Linked DNA regions of Sus scrofa: region 2 is linked to region 1. Evidence: chromatin contacts called from public Hi-C data. All regions are on one chromosome and are shown on one strand. Each heading gives the region's core, a stretch centred on a gene start, on an enhancer-like site or on the middle of the called end of the contact. The rest is flanking DNA. Distances are from core to core; before and after follow the strand shown.

What was found. Hi-C and Micro-C count contacts between places; a contact is called where the count stands out from the background.
Region 2: a contact with region 1 is called in a Hi-C map of omental adipose tissue, with 2.9 times the contacts expected there. The contact joins two enhancer-like sites. A contact is called at or near these places in 3 of 5 promoter capture datasets (fetal liver, fetal skeletal muscle and liver), 26 of 47 Hi-C or Micro-C datasets (blood, brain, embryonic fibroblasts and 12 more) and 2 of 2 datasets of contacts at active chromatin or transcription factors (alveolar macrophages and skeletal muscle).

What each region holds. Positions count from the first base shown.
Region 1 is chr2:141,465,924-141,471,161 of Sscrofa11.1, forward strand. No RefSeq gene overlaps it. Among named protein-coding and RNA genes, the nearest start is that of CXXC5, 12 kb to the right of the region's middle. Within about 2 kb of position 3,403, at least 61 of the 83 cell types and tissues checked have an H3K27ac peak or open chromatin away from gene starts, as enhancers often do. A contact at or near this core is called in omental adipose tissue, where this site is marked.
Region 2 is chr2:141,573,526-141,578,566 of Sscrofa11.1, forward strand. All of the region lies in intron 5 of LOC110259504 (a long non-coding RNA gene), which reads left to right. Among named protein-coding and RNA genes, the nearest start is that of PSD2, 16 kb to the right of the region's middle. Within about 2 kb of position 1,881, at least 6 of the 83 cell types and tissues checked have an H3K27ac peak or open chromatin away from gene starts, as enhancers often do. A contact at or near this core is called in omental adipose tissue, where this site is marked.

The DNA.
Region 1 (5,238 bases), core at 2,153-4,652:
GCCGGTGTTTGAAATCCAGATTTCACCTGCTGAGAGGCTCAGAGTGTGGGAGAGAGGAGTCCTGGAGGCTCCCCAGGTCCTGCTCAGGTTACTAACTATATAAAGGATTTTGCATCCAAAGGGTGAGTTGGGACACCCTTGAGGGCCCTTCTTGGACTATGAAGCTCTGAGCCTAAGAAAGTCCCTGGAGTAAGGAGGGAAGCCTGGGGTCTAGCCTGGCTAGAGGGGTGGGGGCTCTCTGCAGGGAAAGCTGACTTCCAGGCAATAACACAGGGCTTAGGCAGCCCAGGGTAGGGCCAGCATCTGGCCCCCAGAATGCCTTGCTTTCTCTCAGGCCTCCCCCTGGGGCTGGTTATCTGGCTGTAGCAGGAGGAATGTACGTTCTGAGTGGGAAATAGAGGGGGTCAGGGTCAGGGCAGAACCTGGGAATGTGGACTCCCTGCCTGCTCCTGTCCCTGTTGCAGGGAGGGAGCCATGGAGAATGTGGCTGACAGGCCGCAGGCGTGGGAGAGTGTATGTCTGCTTGTGTGTGTGAGTTTGTGCCGGAGAGGGCTCCTATGTGTGCAGGAACTTGTGAGTGGATGAGAGAATCGTGAGCGTGAACATTCCTTAGTGCTTATGCATACGGGTGTGAGCCTAAGCTGTGTAGCCTTTTGGAGAAGCAGAAGTCAAACAGATTTGAATCACAGGCCCTTGACTTTTCAGTGTGTGTGTGTGTGTGTGTTTGTGTGTGTACTTTTAGGGCTCAGTTGTATATTCTAATTTATCTTTACTTTGCATGGTTTTCTCATCTATTAAATGGGTAGGTGGCCCACAGCCTGGTCCATAGTCAATGCATGCTGGAAAATGGGCTTATCAAATTAAAGGGTTGTGGCTGCGGGTACTTATGCATTCAAGGAAGTAGCATGGGTAGTGGGACATTGAGCCAGAGGATTTTGAGCAGGACCGGCTCCTGGGATACTCAGGGACTTGCGATAGGCTGTCTTGGGCCCCTTTGGGGCCTATGCCTTACATGCCACCTGGGCGCAAGGCCTGCGAAAATGTGCCCCAAAACAGAATGGGTAGGTAGATGGACTTGCCTGGCCAGCCTGTGTGTCCCTGCACAATGAGGTTTGTGTCCCTATACTTCTTTGGGGGGGACAGAAGGGAAACCCAGCTACCTTTTCTGGTAAATAAAAGCCTGGAAGGGGGCTGCTGGGAAGAGCTGCCTCCAGCCAGCTGGGAATGGGGCTGATGTGGAGGGGGCCAGACCTCACCCAGCTATTTCCTGGCCCTGCCTAAGGGAAGAGACCTGAGTGGTGGTAGCACTGCCCACAGACCAGGATCCTTGCTTTCCCCGTACCAGGTCACAGGCTCTCCTAAAGAGTGTCTCTGTGCATGTGTGAGCTTGCACGAGGTCTGGAAAGGAGGGAGGTGTTGGACTCTTGGATCAGCAGGTAGGTTTTACAATCTAGGCACAGAAAGGTTGGGAAATTAGCCAGTGTTACACAGCCAGGCAAAATGAGGGAATGTTTGAAGTCTTTTCTGAGGGACCCTCAGAAAGTGGGATAGTGGGAGCCCCCCGGATGCAAGGGAATCCTAGAAGCTTCTAGGAGGGCCCAGACCTTAATAGGAGGAAATGAGGGGTCAAGGTGCTGCTGGCCCTACGCTGGAACCATACGAGTGCCCTAGAGGGGTGTGTTGAAGGAATGAGGGATCTTAGCCTTGTTCCCACACACATGCACCTCTAGGAGACGGAGTGGAGGCAGCGGTTGAGGTCAGGGGCCAGCCAGCCCTCTTTCCTGCTTTAGATTTGGACTAGGGTGGGCTTTTCTGAGGGTTTCAGAACTGATGCCTCAGTTTCTCTACAAGAAATGGAGGGATGGAGAGAGAGAGACTGGTTAGAGATGGTCCTTAGGGAGCTTATGTAGAAGGTTCTGGGACCCTGTTAAAACTGAGCCAATCTCTGCTGAGTGGGTGGTTCTACAACTTTGTGAGGGTGGCAGGAATTGGGGCCGGTAGCTCTGTACCAGGTCAGTTGCACCTGATGAATCCTGGGGGTGGTTTCCCCACCAGGGTCCCAGAGCATGTGGCCGGTGTGGCAGTGTACCAGGGGTAGTGATGTCTGTGACCACTCTGAGTGAGTGCAGCAGTGTGAGTTGTTTGTGACACTTGTGTTTCCCAGGTGTGTGTAATGGCAGAGCTAGTTTTACTGCTGGGATGAATCAGGTTCCTGGAGAGGAATGGACCTATCTGGAGAGAGTGCTGCTGTTACGTAGTTACAACCATTATATTGATATGACCTAACTAGTATACAGACATTAAAAGTGATGCCAGTACCCTCTGTATTCTGGGTGCTTACCATGTGTCTGCCCTGTGCCAAGTGCCTAACCTGCAGTAGCTCCTTTGGCTCTGTTAGAACCCCGAGATTTGCCTGTGCCACTGTGTTTATTGTGCCATGTTATATTCATGTTGGGGGATGTGATCCAGCTGCATCCGTGTCTTAGTTGCTCAAGTTGAGCTTGTGGCGGTGTGGGGCCTGTTGTATACCTGGGCTCGCTACCCTGTTGTGTTGCCAGTATGGGGCACCATTGCGGTGTTAAGAGTTTTAAGACCCACCTTGACAATGTTCTTTGCATTGATGGTGCTGATAGATCATTTGGCAGTGTGACTTTTTGGCTTTGTTTTGCAGCCAGAGTATGTAACCCCCTTCTGTTGTGTAGTTGAGACCCGCTAGTGGAGTTTATGACTCATTTTTGTGTCTTGGTGATTTTGTGGGTATCTGGTGTAAGATCTTTGGTTGTAGTGCAGACTGGTTGTGTGATAGTGTGACTGTATTGTTATGTGACTGACCCTATTGTGTGTGTCCATTGGAACCATTTGTTTGACCCCTTGACCTCGTGTCATAACTGTGTCAGCCTGGTGGTGTGCTATAACTTTGGTGAGTGTGCGTCCTTGGTGGGGACAGTGGCCTATCCTTGTACAGATTGTGTGTCCGTGTGACCCCCACTGGGCCGCTGTGTCCCTCTTCGGGTCTGCGTGTTGTTTGACCTCAGCGGTGGATGCCCCCCCCCCCCCCGCCCCGCCCCGCCCCGCTCCTGCCCCGCGGCCCCTCCCCCTGCGCCGCCCGCCAGCCCGCCCGCCCGCGCCGTGCAGCGATCGATCGCCATTGATTGTCCCTGACGAGCTGCTCCACTTTCCAGCCAATGTCAGGAGGGGGGATCTCCGCCGCCCTGGCGGTGTCATTTCCACACACTCCCTGGGCTGCCGCCAGCGCGGACGCCACCAAAAGCCGGCCTGGATCGCCCGGAGCGCGGACCGGACCGCCCGCACCGCACCAGGACGCCCGACGGCGAGGCCTGACCCCCCGCCGGCCGGCTTGCAGCCCTGCACCCAGGCCCCCCCTTCCCTGGGTGGGTGGATATTGTCGCTATACCAGTTTGAGCTGGCCCTGGAGGTGGGGGGCAGGTCGGTGCGCCTCTGCGCTCGGGTGGGGGCGTGGGGGCTGTTTCCGGCGGGCGGAGGCGCCTGCGGGCCAACTTTGCCTTGGCCCAAACAGATGCTAATGATTTTCCGGGAGGCGCCGGTTATCTCTGGCCCCAGCCAGCCAGTGCGCTGGCCTGAGCCCGGCACAGACACCTCCCCACCCTGTCTCTCCCCGCTCTGAGCCCCGCCGCAAGACCACCTCGCCCTGAGTGGACCTCAGAGGTCGCAGAACGCCTGGGGTGGCCCCAGAACGCTGGCTGCAAGGGATTGTTTGCCCCTGTCCCCCCAAGATGCTGCTGCATCCTCCTCTGAGCACCTTCTCAACCCTCCCCCCAACATCTGAACAGGGGAAACTGAGGCTCAGAGAGGCCCAACCCAAGGTCATGCTCATGCTGACCCAGTGCCTGCCCAGATGAGTGGGTCACCCTCTGTCAAGGCCACCTTGTTGGGGACTCACGTCCCTCCTGGCCCCCCTTGGTCCAGGGGCCAGAGCCAGTTTCCAGGCTCCCCAGTGGAAGTGCTGACGTGGCTTTGGGCAGCTGTCTGGGGCTGGCCGGGAAGCAGGGCAGATGTCACAGAGCCCAGGGGAGGAGGCGGCTCCATGGGGAGGACGGGCAGGGCCTCTTGCCTGGTGAGACACGCCTCCTCCCCCTCGGCCTGGCGGTGTCTGGGGCTGGGGCACAGCCGCTGGCCAGGCTGACCCGCCTCCAAGCCTCTCCCCAGTTCCTCTGTGTGGCTGCTGACAAGTGCTATAACCTCTCTGGTCCTCTTCCTCCCCTGTGGAGAAATATTACAGCACCTGCTTTGGATGAGTGTGAGCCTCAGATGAAAGCAGAGGTGTGCACAGCCCCAGTCCAGTACTGGACACGCTGTTCTCGCTCAACATGTGTCAGCTCTTACTGTTGTTGTCTTTGCAAGTGGGGATTTGGTGTGTGCAAAAGCAGAACTGACTCCGAGAGTGGCAGCAGGCTTCAGAGGTCACTCCAGCCAGCCTCCTGCCTTGGTGCCCCTGGCCCTCTGCATTTCTCATGCCTGTCTAGCTTTGTTTCTTCTCTCTGCCTGCTGCCAACCTGCCCCCACCCCCTCTTAGCAGTGTGGTTCCCTCCTATCTGGCGGCCCCATTGGGTCCCTCAAGCAGCACAGCCCCCTGGGAACAGCAATCGATGGGGCGGAACAGCCTCCCTGACAGATGGACCCACGGAGGCTGGGCTGCTTCAGCAGAGCTCCCTAGGAAACCAGAGACAGGAGCTGAGCCATCATGGCTGCCTCCTAAATAGCAATGAGAGGGGGTGGAGAGATGAGGAGGAGGAGGCCAGAGCTTCCAGCCAGCCCAAGGGGATGGGCCCGGAAGGCCAGGGCAGCCCCTGCCTTTTCCATAGTCTCAGAAGCCTCTTGGGGGGAGGGTTCAGTAGAGCTTACTTGGTAGGTAGGGTATGTCTAAGTCCCCCTCCAGGGTAGGTGACTCTGGCCACCGCCCGCTCCATGGGGGCTTTTTCTAACAAGTCCAGAGGCAGGGGGTAGGTGGGTGGGCAGGTTGGCAGGCAGGGCCTTACCACATTCCTCAGGCCACAAGGGGCCTTTGAAGCCAGAATGGCACAAGGACCTTCTCTGCCTGTAGGTGTGGGAGACGATGAGCCTTGGCCCCTATGTGTACATGTGAAGAACGCCTCCTGCGTCTTACCAGGCTCCCAGATTAGTCAGAGACTTCCTCCCAGGATTTTTCAACCTCGGTACTCTTGAGATTTGGAGCCATGCATTCCCTTCTCCGGGGCA
Region 2 (5,041 bases), core at 631-3,130, 110 kb after region 1:
CCGCTAGGGGCCCCACCTCTGTCCTCTAGCCCCTAACCCTCGGATCTAGGCTCTTAGAGGCGGGGGTGGGGAGTGGAGGCCCCTGAGCCCTTGGCGCCTTCTGGGTGGTGGGTCTGTGCTGGCACTGGGCAGACGGCTGTAGGAGGCCCACTAGAGAGGGCCCGTTCCGGTGGCGGTGGCAGCGAGCACACAGAACTCCCCGTGGGCCTGGGGGCACCGTCTCTTCCTGGAGGGACAAATGCGTTCGATTGAGAGGAATGAAGAGACGAGGGCTGGGGACAGGATGCACATTTCAGGAACATGCCAAGCCCGGGGGCCTGAAAGGATAGGGCACAGTGAGTGTTTCTGGAGGTGGGATGAGCAGGGGGCAGGACAGGAGAGCCCGCTGAATTCCCAAAGGGCAGAGCCTGAGGGCTGCGAGGGCGCCGGGGACCCAGGGCCAAAAGTCACCCTAGCGCGGCCTCCTTATCTGTACTGTGGGCACAGGCATGCTCCGCACAAGCCTCCTGCCCACTAGGGCAGCCGGCCTGGATGGGAGGTAACTGAGATGGGCGGCGGCGGGGGGGGGGGGGGCATGAGTGCTTTCTGTCCCTCTCCCACTGGGGAACTGAGTTCTGGCCAGAGGCTGGGGTGAGGAGGCAGGGGTGAGGGGCTGTGTCTCCACATGCCTGGTCTGGGCTGCCACTTGGTCGAGGTGGCCCTGATTCGCACGCAGCCCCGGGGAATGGGAGCCTGGAGCTCTGGCAGCGGCTCCCGCTGGGGAAGGGCACCGCGGCAGGACAACTGCTCTCCACTGGATGCCTCTGCAGGGCCCCACCGCAGGCCTGACCAGGGCTTTTAGTTTGCCGTCTGTTGGTCCTGCACGTCCTACCCTCCCCAAGGAGGACCGATGCCCCCCATCCTCCATCCATGCCTCCGGGGGCGCCCCCGTCTGGAGGGAGCTGGGGGCCTGCGCGTGTTGGGGAAGGGGGTGTCTGCGCCGCACACCGCAGATCCCAGCTGCCGCTGGACGCTGAAAAATCCAATTTTCTTCCTAATTGCCACGGCCCGCGCTCGCTCTCCCCTCACAGCCTACTTGTGCTTGGCGGCGCCTCGGTGCCCCCACGCTCCCCCTGCTCCTGCCTCCCGCCGCCCACCCCACGGCGGACGCTGCCCCCCCCTCGCGGTCACCCGTGTCGGGCCGCCCCATTTATCATGAGCGCGGCCGGGAGGGGCCCGGGAGCGGCCGGCCCCCGCCCTGGGCTCCCTGACGAAATCGTCCTTTTCTGCGGCGGATGACAGGTTGTGGGAACAACAGCTTGAATTACGGAAAGAAGTTTCCCCACTGAGTTAATCTGCAGTGGCTGGAGGTGACCTTCTGGAGACGGCGATTAATCACGGGCCGTGGCGGGCGCCGCGCCACGCCGGGCCCTTTGGGGGAATACTAATTCCACTACAAGATAAATCATAATTTGACAATAATCATCTGCCCTAATCACTCCAATTCTTCCGTTTAATTATTTGTATACACCGTGTTTCTTCATCGAGGACCCCGTGTGCCCATGGGTGGGCACCGGATGGCCGCCTGGGCCCAGACCCCTCTCTGCCCCTGAGCGCTGTGGGTGTGCCTGCGGAGACCCGATGCGGACCTGCTTGCGGGTACGCGGGTGCTCGGAGCTGGGGAAACGGAGGCTCAGAGAGCAGCCAGGCCTTGCCCAAGGTCCCAGGGCAAGCTTGGGGCGAGCCAGGCCAAGCCTGTAAGGTGCAATCCTGGGAGCACCCTCTGCCCCGCCCTGCTGAGGAGTGGGCCCAGCTCCCTGGCCGCCACCCCCAGTCTGCTGGGATGCAGGTCCCACTTGCCATCTGTCAGCATGGACAGGGCTGCTGGCTGCTTCCACTCTGCTCACCCAAGCCCTGGGCCTGGCTGTCCACTCCGGACACGAGAGGCAGCGGGTGTGGGCATCTGAGCAGGCGTGGCCTGCGCCTGCCTCCCAGGTGCCTCTGTGTGACTGCTGGCAGTGGACAGGACCTCTCGGAGTCTGTAGCCTTTACCTATAAATTGGGTGAGGCACCCTCTCTTCCAGGGTGGGGGCGCCCTGGCCTGGCGCCAGATCCGCAAGGGTGCTCGCAGGCACCTCCTCCTGCTGCTCCTTGTTCTGTGAGGGCCTAACCCCTGGAGCCCTGCGTCTCCTCCCTCCATCCGCCCTCCCAGATCTGGCTGCTGCCCTGCTCCGTCCCTGGGCTGCTAGGGGAGGATCTCGCTCTGCCCCTTGGGTCTCCCTTGGAGAGGCTGGCTGGGCGGCTGGCAGCTCTGGCTCCCTGAAGCAGGAATTGGAATGACTCAGGGTCTTTCTGCTTCCAGGCCAGCTGCCAGCGTGCCGTGGAGGGGGCAGTGGTAAGCGGGGGGGGGGGAGGGGGGACAGTAGGGGCTGTTGAAGGCAGCATGGCCCCCGACACGGGCCCTGTATGGGAACCGTGGTGTGCCTTTGTGGCCTGTGAGAGGGATGGCGTCCCCAGGCAAGAGCCAAAAGCCTAGGTGGGTACCGATGGGGCTACAGCCGTAGAGGATGCTGTGGCCATGACAATGAAAATAATGATAACACTATTGAAGGTTCATTCCCAGCAGCAGCCCAACTAGGGGTCACCTGGTCCCAGGGGTGGTCTATGGTCGGCTGAAGGTGGAGACACAGCCCTTATCCTCGGGCTGCCCTAGACTCAGGGAAGAGATGTGGCCTTTTGCTCAGATCTGAGAGAGAAGAAAGAAGTGAGGGGACAATACAGACCACAGGCTTAGCCCGCCGCACTTGTGGAGCTCCTTCCAGGGGCAAGACCCCAGGCTTAACACTGCCTTTTTCCCATCTCTGAGTCCTCGTGATCATGTGTGAGTGAGGTAGGATGTGAGCCCATTTTGCAGGTGAGAAAATCAAGCCTCATGGAGGTGAAGTCACTTGCTTTGTGTCACCAAACCTGTGCAGACAGGTTGGGATTTGAACTCAGCCTCCTCCTCCTCCTTTCCTTTTCATCTCCCAGAAATCTTTTTTTTTTTTTTTTTTTTTGTCTTTTTGCCTTTTCTAGGGCTGCTCCCACAGCATGTGGAGGTTCCCAGGCGAGGGGTCAAATTGGAGCTGTTGCCGCCGGCCTATGCCAGAGCCACAGCAACACGGGATCTGAGCCGTGTCTGCGACCTACACCAGAGCTCACGGCAACACTGGATCTTTAACCCACTGAGTGAGGCCAGGGATCGAACCTGCAACCTCATGGTTCCTAGTCAGATTCGTTAACCACTGAGCCACAACGGGAACTCCTCTCAGATATCTTTTTTTTTTGTTTTTGTTTTTGTTTTTTTAGGGTTGCACCTGTGGCATGTGGACGTTCCCAGACTAGGGGTCAAATCGGAGCTGCAGCCACCGGCCTGCGCCACAGCCACAGCAACACCAGATCTGAGCTGTGTCTGCGACCCACACCACAGCTCGTGGCAATGCGAGATCCTTAACCCACTGAGCGAGGCCAGGAGTGGAACCTGCGTCATTACTGATACTAGCTGGGTTGGTTACTGCTGAGCCGTGATGGGCACTCCCCCATCTCCCGGAAATCTTGGCAGTCAAGTCACTTCATTAGTGTTGTGGAATTTCGGGTCAGAGGACCTGGGCAAAGCTGAGCCAGTCTGTACCTCTCAGGGTCTCAGTCTTCCGGGCTATGAAAAGGGACCTGGGGCAGTTGTGAGACTGGGGATGGTCTGTAAGTCCCTCCCAGGGTCTGACTTGCCTCCCTTCTGCTTTCGTTTCCCTTCACTCCTCCTCTGTGGACACGGGGCTCCCTTCTCCGTCTTTGGTTAGACCTGTGCCCTCCTCCTGCAGCTCCTCAGTGACCCCTGCCTGGAGGAGGAGAGATACGTGGGACTGACTTTGTCTTACAGCCCAGGGGTCCCCATCGATGTCATTCCCTGACGGCCCCTGGGCACATCGGCCGTGGCTCATGACCGGTGGGGACACGGCTGGCTTGGTGAGATGTGTTTTGGGTAGGGATCCACCCCAGCCATCCTTCAGTCCTTACCCCCGACCAACCTGCCTTTTGGGGCCCGTATTCCCACACACCAGGCGGCGCTTTGGAGGGTGACTCTGCACGAGTACCGGGTACCCCACTCCCGCTCTAAAGACCGGAGGGGAGTCATTGGCCATTTCTTTCTTTTTTGGCTGCCTTGAGGCACATGGAGTTCCCTGGCCAGGGATCGAATCCGAGCTGCCTTTGTGACCCCACGCCACAGCTTTGTTAACGCTGGATCCTTAACCCACTGTGCTGGGCCAGGGATCGAACCTGCGTCCCAGGGCTCCCAAGACACCGATCCTGTTGTACCACAGTGGGAACTCTCACTGGGTATTTCTGAGCCTCAGTTTCCTTATGTGCGCAACAGACATTATAATAATAAGCACTCAGTAATTGCTGCTATTGTTAGTACAAGTATCAGACCCCTTGGTGAGATCACAGAAGGAAGGGTTGGCTAATTGTCACCCTCCCCTGGCCCTGGCCCTGAGTCGCCTATTTGGGGTGTTCAAGAGCAGGGGGGGGGTTCCCCCGCAGATGGCAGTCCGCTGGAGAGCTCCCACCCGAGCCTGCCTCTCCTCCAGCCAGGGGACGGCAGGGGGGGGCAGCTGGCGGGGAGGCACAGGTTGGCCGAGCAGGGGGAGAGGTGGCCTGGGGGGAGAGCAGCTGCATCTCGGGGGAGGGAGGGAGACGGTGGCGCTATAAATACCTCCCAGGTAACAGGACCTGTAAATGAAGGGAGGGAATTAGTCACATTCCGCGGCGGCGCCTCGGAGAGAGGACAGAGAGCAATGACCTGAATCCATGGCCGGGAAAAAAATGAGGCTAACCTTGGAGGGGGTGGTGAGGGCTGGATACGGTGCCTCCTCGGAGGGGTGCCCTGAACGCGATCTGCTGGACGGGCAGGGCAGGAACAGCCAGCCGGGGCAGGAGGGGCCTGCAAGGGACAGCATGTCTGCTCCGCCGCCCGCCCACGTGCATGAGGGGCTTTTTCTTCTCAGGGATTCCCTGGCCTCCCAGG